Linked DNA regions of Gossypium hirsutum: all the other regions are linked to region 1. Evidence: chromatin contacts called from public Hi-C data. All regions are on one chromosome and are shown on one strand. The core of a region is the stretch at or near the end of the contact, and the rest is flanking DNA. Distances in the headings are between cores, read along the strand shown. Region 1 holds the start of LOC107922128 (auxin efflux carrier component 4-like). Region 2 holds the start of LOC107921990 (mitogen-activated protein kinase 17). Region 3 has its middle 31 kb from the start of LOC121214326. Region 4 holds the start of LOC107921752 (proline-rich receptor-like protein kinase PERK2).

What was found. A called contact is a pair of places that touch in the nucleus more often than the background predicts.
Region 2: a contact with region 1 is called in a Hi-C map of leaf, with 2.9 times the contacts expected there. The contact joins the promoter of LOC107921990 here to the promoter of LOC107922128 in region 1. A contact is called at or near these places in 6 of 34 Hi-C or Micro-C datasets (hypocotyl and leaf).
Region 3: a Hi-C map of leaf shows a contact between it and region 1, with 3 times the contacts expected there. The contact joins the enhancer-like site here to the promoter of LOC107922128 in region 1. A contact is called at or near these places in 2 of 34 Hi-C or Micro-C datasets (both in leaf).
Region 4: a contact with region 1 is called in a Hi-C map of leaf, with 2.8 times the contacts expected there. The contact joins the promoter of LOC107921752 here to the promoter of LOC107922128 in region 1. A contact is called at or near these places in 4 of 34 Hi-C or Micro-C datasets (hypocotyl and leaf).

The regions. Positions count from the first base shown.
Region 1 is chrD01:47,923,490-47,926,003 of Gossypium_hirsutum_v2.1, reverse strand. It overlaps LOC107922128 (auxin efflux carrier component 4-like), which reads right to left and starts at 1,253. Exons shown (of 6, transcript NM_001327195.1): 1 at 1-1,253. The coding sequence starts at 1,253.
Region 2 is chrD01:47,516,251-47,518,764 of Gossypium_hirsutum_v2.1, reverse strand. It overlaps LOC107921990 (mitogen-activated protein kinase 17), which reads right to left and starts at 1,255. Exons shown (of 13, transcript XR_005909472.1): 1 at 991-1,255; 2 at 1-140.
Region 3 is chrD01:47,569,191-47,571,704 of Gossypium_hirsutum_v2.1, reverse strand. No RefSeq gene overlaps it. Among protein-coding and RNA genes, the nearest start is that of LOC121214326, 31 kb to the left of the region's middle. Within about 2 kb of position 1,259, at least 3 of the 9 cell types and tissues checked have an H3K27ac peak or open chromatin away from gene starts, as enhancers often do. A contact at or near this core is called in leaf, where this site is marked.
Region 4 is chrD01:48,255,767-48,258,280 of Gossypium_hirsutum_v2.1, reverse strand. It overlaps LOC107921752 (proline-rich receptor-like protein kinase PERK2), which reads left to right and starts at 1,254. Exons shown (of 1, transcript XM_016851568.2): 1 at 1,254-2,174. The coding sequence starts at 1,557. The coding sequence ends at 1,991.

The DNA.
Region 1 (2,514 bases), core at 4-2,503:
TTTTCCCCGTTTTGAGGGTGATCTGCGACCAACATCCTTATCTCTTTAGCACCCTGCTCAGACCGTCCAGATTGCTCGGACGCTCCGAAATCTGTACCACCAAAGACATGGAGACCTCCGCCTTCTGAAACCGGCGAGGCACTTGAACTCCACACAAACATGTGCAATTCCTTGGCATCATGATTCTCTTTATTATTCTCCTTCTCCTTAGGCTGCTGCTGTGGTTGAACTGGCTGCTGCTGTTGTTGTTGGGTAGCTTTAGCGTTCTTCGTGACGGATGAGAATTCAGGGTTTGGAGCAGGGTAGGATGAAGGAACAGTCTGTGCTGGATAAAATCCAAATCGTGGAGACATTACTGTATTGTTTTCTTCAAAATTGGATGGCCTTGGAGTAGGTCCTCTAGAGGATTGAACAGAGTATAAATCAGCTGGACCGAAATTGGAGTGTCTTGCAGGAAATCCTTGAACACCCATCATGGAGTAAAAGTCGGAGTTGTTGAAATTGGAACCTCTTGGCGTGGGGTTCCTTGAAGAGCTCAAACTGTAGATTTCAGCTCCGGTGAGGTTGGAAGGCCTGGGAGTCAATGCAGGAAGGGAACAAGGCCCCAAAGACCTCCTGGAAGCATTAGATTTCCTGACCTTAACGTGTAGCTTGCCGTCTTCCCCGATTTCAGCGTCGGTTTCGAGGAAGTCGCGGCCGTCAAGTGAAACCACATCGGAATCAACTTTGAAAGAAACAATGGAAGCTGCAGTTTCGGGAAACTGCTCCATGATGAGGATTTTGGCACCGCGGTACTCAAAAAGGAAAAGAAGAAGGGTGTACCAAATGATACACTGGAGAACCACGACTTGGACCATGAGCATCCCGGAGTAGGGACCGTACATAGCGATTAAAAGAGGAATGCCCATGACTAGAGTGTTGGGGAGAGTAGATAAAGAGAAAATGGTGATCATCCATTCTAGGCTTCCGTTCCTTGTTAAATTAGTCCACAATCCAAGAACGAAGAGCATGATGAGCTTTTGAAGGGTGTCGGCTGCTACGAACCTGAAGTTCATGGCATAAGGGTCATTGGTGGAAATGAAGTGGAAAGACAAGAGAGGAACGGCAAATATGGCGACAAAGCGGTTGATACCCGAGCACTGGTCGGGGGTGAATATTTTCCACCAACGGACGGAGCCGTAAGCCAAGATCATAGCAACGTACAGTGGGATCACCGCCGTTAAAACGGTGTAAAGATCGTTCCAACTAATCATCTTCCGATGAAGGAGAAGAAGAAGAATGAAAGGGCAAAATGGGGATAGCAAAAACCGTTATTTAACTAACTTGAGAAGATCTCTGTTTCTAGGACAGGTGCCTGCTGCTTGCGTCTGAAAGAAAGACTGCAAAATTTTTGTGATATATAAAAAGGGTAATCAAAGTAAGGAAGTGAGGAAAGAGAGAAAATGAGAAGCCAGCGTATAATTTAAAAGATATGCAACTTTTAATTTAGAGAGAGGGAATTATATAAGGGAAGGGAAGAAGGTAAAGAGTGAAAATAATACAGGAGTAGGGAGATAAGCAGAGGATGATAGGACACTCAACTATGAAACTTGGGTTAACAATTCACCGCCTCTTCTGGTTAACTTAACTACAGAATTTGGTTAATAATAATAATAATAATAATAATAATAGTAATAATAATAATGTACAGGTGGCTCTTCTAATGTGCCATTGGCTTTTTCCATGACGTGGACGGCCCTCATTTTCTTTTTAATCTAAAACTGCACTAATTAATCAATATAATTTATTTTTATTAACATTCCACCATTTTATTACTTTTTTAATTTAATATATAAATCATTAATTAAAATATTTTTATATATGATTTTTTTATCCATCATATATTAAAAATGTATAATCAACCTTTGAAATATATTTTAAATTTAGTATTCTTCCTTACTTAAATCCCACTAATTTAACATATTATATTCTTTAAAAACAGAAAAAAAATTAAAATACCATAAATATCTTAAATTATTGTTGACAAGGAATCGATCCTTTTAGGAGAAGTTTCATCTTCTGGGAAGTCGACTTCGACCTCAACAATTGAAAGTATTGTCCTTATATCGAGATTTTATCTCTAGCCTCTACAGAAAGCCATGTACAGTTGACGGAGAAATACTTCGATCAATAAAGATAAGTGACTGCAAAACTCGAAATAAATGTTAATACGAGACTTGTGAATAATAATAGAGGTACGTAGAGACATCATAGCTCGAACCATCAATATTGATATTATAATATTAAATTTTCAAAATATAAAACAATTCCCCTGGACATTAAAGCCTAATAAATTTAATAATCTAAAGTTTTTTACTAGGAAAATTATCTCTAATATTCTTTCACAATCTATGAGGAATTGGTAAAAATAAATAAAATAAAATTCTTGTTAGATGGAATCTTTGAAAAAACCCTAGAATAAATTGCTGAAAAGCAAGCCCTCCTAAGTTAACTGTATTACCAAAAAATCAATAT
Region 2 (2,514 bases), core at 6-2,505, 410 kb after region 1:
TTCTTAATAGCCACTTTCTCTCCAGTGTGAGTATCTATTGCAGATGCAACCACACCATAACTTCCTCGGCCAACTACATCTGTTATTTCATATTGACTTGCTTCACCATATTCAGTGAAAAAGTCTTTGTCAAACATTTTCTGATCAAAATAAGAATCCATTAGGTTCCATGTTAAACAAAACCAATATGAAAAGCTTACACTTTGAATGGGTTCACAACATACTTGAAGTAATACAAAAAAAAGTATTGAAACTACCTAGCATAGAATTAGATGTTAACCTTCTAAGTACTGGGAATCTATGGATTTGATTTTCAAATGACTGTACTCGAATCTGTAGATTTGGTTCGAATTTGAATCCGAATAGATCCTATCATACTCTTTCGAATGTATAGATATATCAGATTTTTACTCATATTTTTATATAGTGACTATGCTCATCTTCATAGTTCGTGGAAAAGATCAAATCCAAATTCACCGTCATAAAATCCCATAACCAAATAAGGAAAACTTGTTTTCTATGGTGACCTCTAGCAACCCTAACTTCTCAATTGGATGCAAATATTTGTATATTAAACCAAGAAAAAGACAAAACCAAACACATCAAAGATGATTCTTTTAACATCTATTTCCAAAATTTCAAAATATTAGAATAATAGCCATGTCTAGAGAATGTTTAGGACTTAAAAAATAAATTAATTAATAAATAAAGAATCTGAGAAAGGAAATTCCAGGCAGACAAATTCCTAGTTATTATTAAAAGTCAAGAGAAGAAATTCAACTAAAAGAGCTTGTAGGTAAAAAGCATTTCATTTTCAAGTCATTTTCGTCGCTAAAATTTCCATTATATGAGCAAAACTTCAAACCTCCATATCACTCATCAAATAGACATTCAAGCTCCCCAAAAAGAAAAGGAAAGAAGAAAAAAAACCCATAACTCATTGAAATAAAAACAGATAATTTAAGCGGTTACAGAGCCAAAAGAAATTACCCTATTCTTTCGGGGGCAAACGAATCCAAGGCTGCAGCTGAAGCTTGAAGATTGATGATAAAGAGGTTCAAATAAATGCGGAGACAAGATATGAAATTGATGACGAGAGCTTCAAATAGACGCTGAAACCACAGAACAGATATGAACTGCTCAAATAACACCTCCACCACCTTATACGTAGAAATACAGCACCAGTTGGCGTATTTTATACGTGTATATACTATCTATCTTGAATCCAGTGGGGTTGGATGTTGACAAAACGAACAACTTGATCATGTCAAGTATTTATATTAAATATATAGGGTAGATAACAATTAACAATTAGCTGTTTTCTATGAATGAACCCTTTCACGTTTCAAGGAAATCCACAAAAAATCTATTCACCAAGTAAATTTTAAATAAAAACAATATTTTTGTTATTTTTATTGTTTTAATTGCAAATTTTAATTAGGGAAAATTTATTTATATATATTGTTTTAAAAAAATTAAAGATATAAACTGCTTTATTAAGTATTTAGAGAAATAATTCGTTTTTGCTTACGTAAGTACTGTATACGTGAAGCGCTTTCATTGACTTGTCACCATCCTTGATTAGCATTTTAGGGTTGATTGGAGCTTTTTATTATTATTTTATTTTAATTCCATTTCAAGTTTTTCCTTTTATTTTAATTTCTAATTTTTACTTTTTAATTGAATTAATTCATATTGTTTCAAGATTTTTTATTTTTATTTTTTAATTAATGTTTTTAGTTAATAAACATGTTTTCAAATTTTATTTTTAATTCATATTTTTAATTACAATTATTTTATTTATATAAATAAAATAATAAATATGTAATTATATAATAAAATATATATTTATATATATTATTATGTTAAATATTTTTTCTCTTGGGCTTGTGCTCAAGCGTCCCACTATGTGGGAGTCCACTTATATTTACCCTACATATATACGTGTGGGAACTACTGAAAAAAAAAGGTTAGATTTCTTTTGGTGTACCGATAAAATCTAAGAAAAGAGAAGTGGGAGAGAAAAAATTGTTCTTTATACACAAATCAACCTTTGTATTTTCTTTTATCGAAGGTTGATTCGATGTTCGTTGGAGCTTTTTTTTAATGTGTACAGATTAATTTCTTTTTGGGTACTGTAACTTTGAATTTTTAGCTTTTAAAGTCAACCTCTTTTTGGTGAAATTCTCAACTTTTCTCTTAAAGTTTGTTTAAAATTAGTTGTTTATAGCATTGTTTGAATTGTATATTCTTTATGATGGCTTGATTGTGATCTTGTAGAAAGGACTTTTTAATCTTGTGGTTTTTTCTCTTTGCTTTAAAAGGGTTTTCCACGTAAAAGTTGTTTCTCGATTTATTAGTTTTGCTTGCGATATTGTGGTTGATTTGCACAAATTGTTATATATATTGTGTTATTGGGTTTGTCATAATTACTGAATTGATTTTTCGAGAGCAGAAGAATATCGATCGTGCGTGCTTTCGCGTTGTTTCATTGGGTTTGGTTTCGTTTAGACA
Region 3 (2,514 bases), core at 10-2,509, 350 kb after region 1:
GTCTGTTATTCGAATTATTTGAGTTTACTTGAATAACTCGATTCGATTAACTCTAAATTAGAAAAAAAATATTTTTTTGAATCGAATCGAGTTTTACTCACTTCTATTGTATCTAATTGATTTTCTAATCAGATGTAAAATGATACAAACATATTTGGTTTGAATGGGATTAGAAGTTGTGAGAGAGAGAGAGACAAACAAACATAAACCAAATTTTAATTTTTTTTAAAAAAATATTTCTTGATAAAGAAATAAGCTTCTTTCTCCTTAATTTTTTTCGTTAGGTGAATCAAATATCTTTTGTAGATAAATAATAAGGAAAATCATTCAATTTTTTTGACTCATCTTGTCAATCATTTACATTTTGAATAACATCACCCCAAAAAAACAACTTGAATTGAGTTGTTGAACCCAAACTCCTAAGGTCAAATTACCTTTCCAGTGGATAAGCTAAAAGCACATGACCGGATCTTTAACACGATTTTCATGAATTCAGATTGACTTATTCAAAATCATATTTAATAATAATAGTAATAATAATTTGTATTTTAAATAATACAAAGTAATTCAAAACCAAGGTAAATATGGAAAGAAATGGAATCATAGTGGTGGTAAACAAATGCAATCACATTTTGAGAACTTCATTTAAAGATGGACTATGAAGGAAGCAAGGCCTGCCCCATCTTTCAAAAATTCAACAACAAAATTTACCGATTATACATACCAATTGAATTAATTAATTATAAAGTCATGTGATGGATGATGACATATAGAGGGAATTGAGAAAATAAATGGGAAAAGCGTGCTTGTGGGGTGGTAGGGTGGGGCCGACATTGATGATGATTACGTGAATGGGAACAACACACGGAACATGGAAACCAAGTGGTCCCTACCTTTGATGATTGGGTGGGGAACCAGGTCTGGGCCCCCACTTGTCTTCTTGTCTTCCAACTCTTCTTCCTAACATGTGGACCCCCCTCAACACAAATCCTCCTCCTCTCCTTAATTTATTTAATTTTGAAACAATTAAAAATTAATTTTTCTTTGGTTAAACCTTATTGTTTCTTCTATGCAGCTCATGCAACGCGAGCTTTGTTTATAATAATGTATTGCTATCGATAATAATAATAATAGAGAATTTAAAAATGAAAAAGAAGCTTAATCCTTCACCTTTTACCAAGAATGACTAACCCCATGCGTTTAACATTCTCCCACACCAGAAACAAACAAATCATGCTCTCCCACAGACCCCACTTTAGTAGGAGGACAATCGAATTCAAAGCTAAACAATGAAGCAGACCTGAAAATTTGAAGATTGCCTGAATCCAACTTCTAAATGCTGTAATTAACATGTCTGCGTGCTATGAACTCGTAAATTTTGCTTATCTCCAAAAATGAGCTAATGGAATACAATTACCAAGGAAGGAGACATGCCTAAGTCAAGGGCAAGGGAGATGCTACTGATATACGTTTATGGCCAACTGATCGTCCTCTAAGACTAAGTTGGTGTAGCTGAGTTATTCCGTCATATATGCATGTGGAACACCAACCTCCATTACTTGAGTGGAAAGCCAAATATTTGTTTCTCCACACCTAAACCTTGTCAGTGCTTTTTCCTTTCCATCACACTCAAAACCAGCCCTAATTAAGCTGAGATAGATATTAGATGAGCAAAAACTTTAATTATACTTCATAATCCTTTATGACTCATAAGGATTTTCCCCAAACTCATAAGAATAAAATAATAATAATAATAACAATAATAATAACATTAGCAGACAATGAGCAATAATAACTTTGAGTCGTCCTTTAATGTCCAGTTAGCAGTGTCTGGCCAATGTCTTAATTTTTTTTCAATGATACAAAGCCAAAGTTTTGATATCTTTGGCTGTTCTTCCCTTATTACCTACACTACTTTTTTCTTATAGCACAATATCAAAGTAATTAGGGTGAACAAAATTTGATTCATCTTTTTAAAAAATCAAAAATGAAGTTGACTTTCGAATTATTCGAATTGAATTAACCGAGTTAATTGAATCAACTTAATTTTTTTTTAAATTTCGAGTTCAAATCGAATTAAATTTTTGAATTTGAATAATTCAAATAAATTAAATATCAAACTCTTTTTACTTCCCTTCCCATCTCAAACCCTTTTATTTTCCCAAAAAAATTTACTTTTCCTCAAACCCCCAAATTTTTTTTTCCTTTTATTTTCCCTCCAAATTTTTTACTTCCTAAAAACCCCCAAAACTTGTTTCTTTTTAGTTTTCTCCCAAAACTTTTCCTTCTTTTAAACCTCCAAAAAAAATTTCCTTTTGCTTTCCCCCAAAATTTTTAGTTCCTCTTAAACCCCAAAATTTTTTCAAATATATATCTATTCTTTATATTATTGAATTAAATTTCACATTTTGTACTATTTATATTATTGAATTATTTTTAATCATAATGAATCTTTATCAATTTCTGTTAAAATTGAATTATTGATGATGCCATAAAATATTCGTGTTAAAATTT
Region 4 (2,514 bases), core at 5-2,504, 330 kb before region 1:
TAATCTAAGTGACTAAAATGTAACATTTCAAGCATAAGTGACTAAAATGTAACTAAAGCAAACAAAAGTGATTACTTTAGTAGTTTACCCAATAGTTTTATATGATGAACCTTTTTTATTAATTACTATGGGTTTTATAATATCTTGCATTTCAAGTAGTTGATTTTATGCTTCATTCATTTGGATGGGATGTTCATCCTTTTGTCACTAAAGATCCAACATTTTTTTGGGGTTTCGATGCACTCTTATAAATTTAAGTCATTTATGATCATATCTTGCTTTTATCCCAGTTTCCTTTTCTTCTGTTGGGCCTTTTATCGGTAAAATGTCATATTGCGCCATTACTGACAACACCTCAAAACCTCTTTAACCCAGGCATTATCTTTAACATATTCTTCATATTTTACCAACAATAGAAAACTTTTCTAAAAGAAACTCCAAGAAGTACCAAAAATGATGAAAATTACAAGCCACAACAGATGAAGTAGAAAGGGAAATTGTGAAGATTAGGAGGAAAAACATGTAATTTTTCTTTTAATTACACGAGAAGAAGTTGGACGAAAGTGATAATTAGAGAAAAAGGAACAGAATCCTGAGATAAAGTAGTGACCAAAAACGGTGCGCAAGAGTCCAAGATATTAACCCTTCCCCCGGTTCCCACCCTTGAATTGGGACTGTGAGTGACCACAAAGTCCATCATCTGCCCATGGAATTTGTACATTGTTTGCTGATGAAAGGAGCACTCACCACCTTCACTATTTGAGTAAACCTTTCATTTTCGTTTGTCTGACATTATGATTTAAATATAAAATAAATATGTGATTTAAACTTGAATTCACTAAAACTCCCTTCAACAACTCAAATCAATCATATATCCTTATTTAAAAAGACAATACTGTTGCAAAAACTTAAAGAAAAAAAAGAGAAATGAATTTATGTGTAAAAGATAATTATTACTTCTTAATTTACATTAAGTTATATAGCCTATTTATAATAAAAATTAGATGCACAAATAAAAAAAAGACATGCTATAATATGATATCGTGCTAATAAATTAAATACAAAATAAAGAAAAATATGATATGATATACATTAATTATGCAAGATTTCGTATTAATAAATACCAATTAATTATTGAAATACATAGGTTTATACACTATTTAGAAATTAATGATGACCGGGGAAAGTGTATATAATGGGTCCCTTCATTTTTGGATCATGCATAATTTCCACATGCAACGGGATTCCCTTGTGAAACAAGGCAACGAGACTCCTTTACTGGAAAACAAAAAAGATTAAAAAACAGAAAAGTGCCCTTAAAAACACGTCTCGATAGCCCTCTAAAACTCATTCTTTCGTAGAGCCCAATTTCATCAAAATCAATTTCACTTTTTAGTCTTTCAAAGTCTTTGATGTACCAAATTACGTAACATCACCGCTAGTTCTTCCAAACTTTTTCTTTATTTCCACCACATCTTCCACAAATTAAAAAGATCGATCCTCTTCATTCATTTTAGCTAAAAGCTTTGGGAGTTCCATCAGCAGGATTTGGCAGCATGTCGATGAAAACACACCGTTGGATCAATCCTCACCAAATTCTATCATCACTAACCATTTTCTTTGCCATCACCATCTTTGTATATCCCATCAACGGGATGGAATCAAGGAGGCTTGATGACAGCACTGTTCCAGGTGGTCAAGGCGTCAAGTGTACCCCATCATGTATACAAAGTCCTCCACCACCCTCACTGCCGCCACCATGCCCTCCACCACCATCACCCCCAGCACTGCCTCCACCTACACCAAAAAAGCCGCCAACCCAATACTGTCCACCACCGCCAATACCGCCTAGTCCACCATCCTTTATATACATACCCGGTTCACCAGGGAATTTGTACTCGATTGACCAAAATTTCGGCGGTGCAAACCGGAATGTCGCTGTGGGGTTATTGGGTCTGGTTTGTGGATTATCTCTCCTGTTCGCTTTTTAAAGTTTGTAAGGTCCTAGGATCTTGTACAACAAGTTGGATATAGTAAGTACAAATTCCTTTTCTTAGGACAAGAATATAATTTTGTCCAAACAGAAAGTTTTAGGACCTACAATAGTTATTGAACTTGCTGTTTCATGATATTGTTCAATGATAAAAGTTCGGAAAATTAGCTTTACCTATAAATTACCTGATTTTGAATGGCTGTTCATTTTTCTGGTTCGATAAACGTCTTCTTACTTAGTATATTTAAGTTTGGTTGATTAATAGTTTTTTTATAAGAGAAACGAGATTATTAGTGAGATTTGAATAGGTGATGGGATTCCGAGCAAAGCAGTCCAGCAGGCAGCGGTTGCCGTTCAGAAATAAATTAAGAGGAAAAAAAGGAACCAATTTAGGCCCAGTGTTAGTTGGGCGGTGACGACGCTCTTACGTTGGTGTTTAGTTGGACACATGAGGCCTGTGGTAGCCAACTGCTCTTATTTCATGGACTCCTACTTCTATTCTATTTTGCAGCCATTTTTCA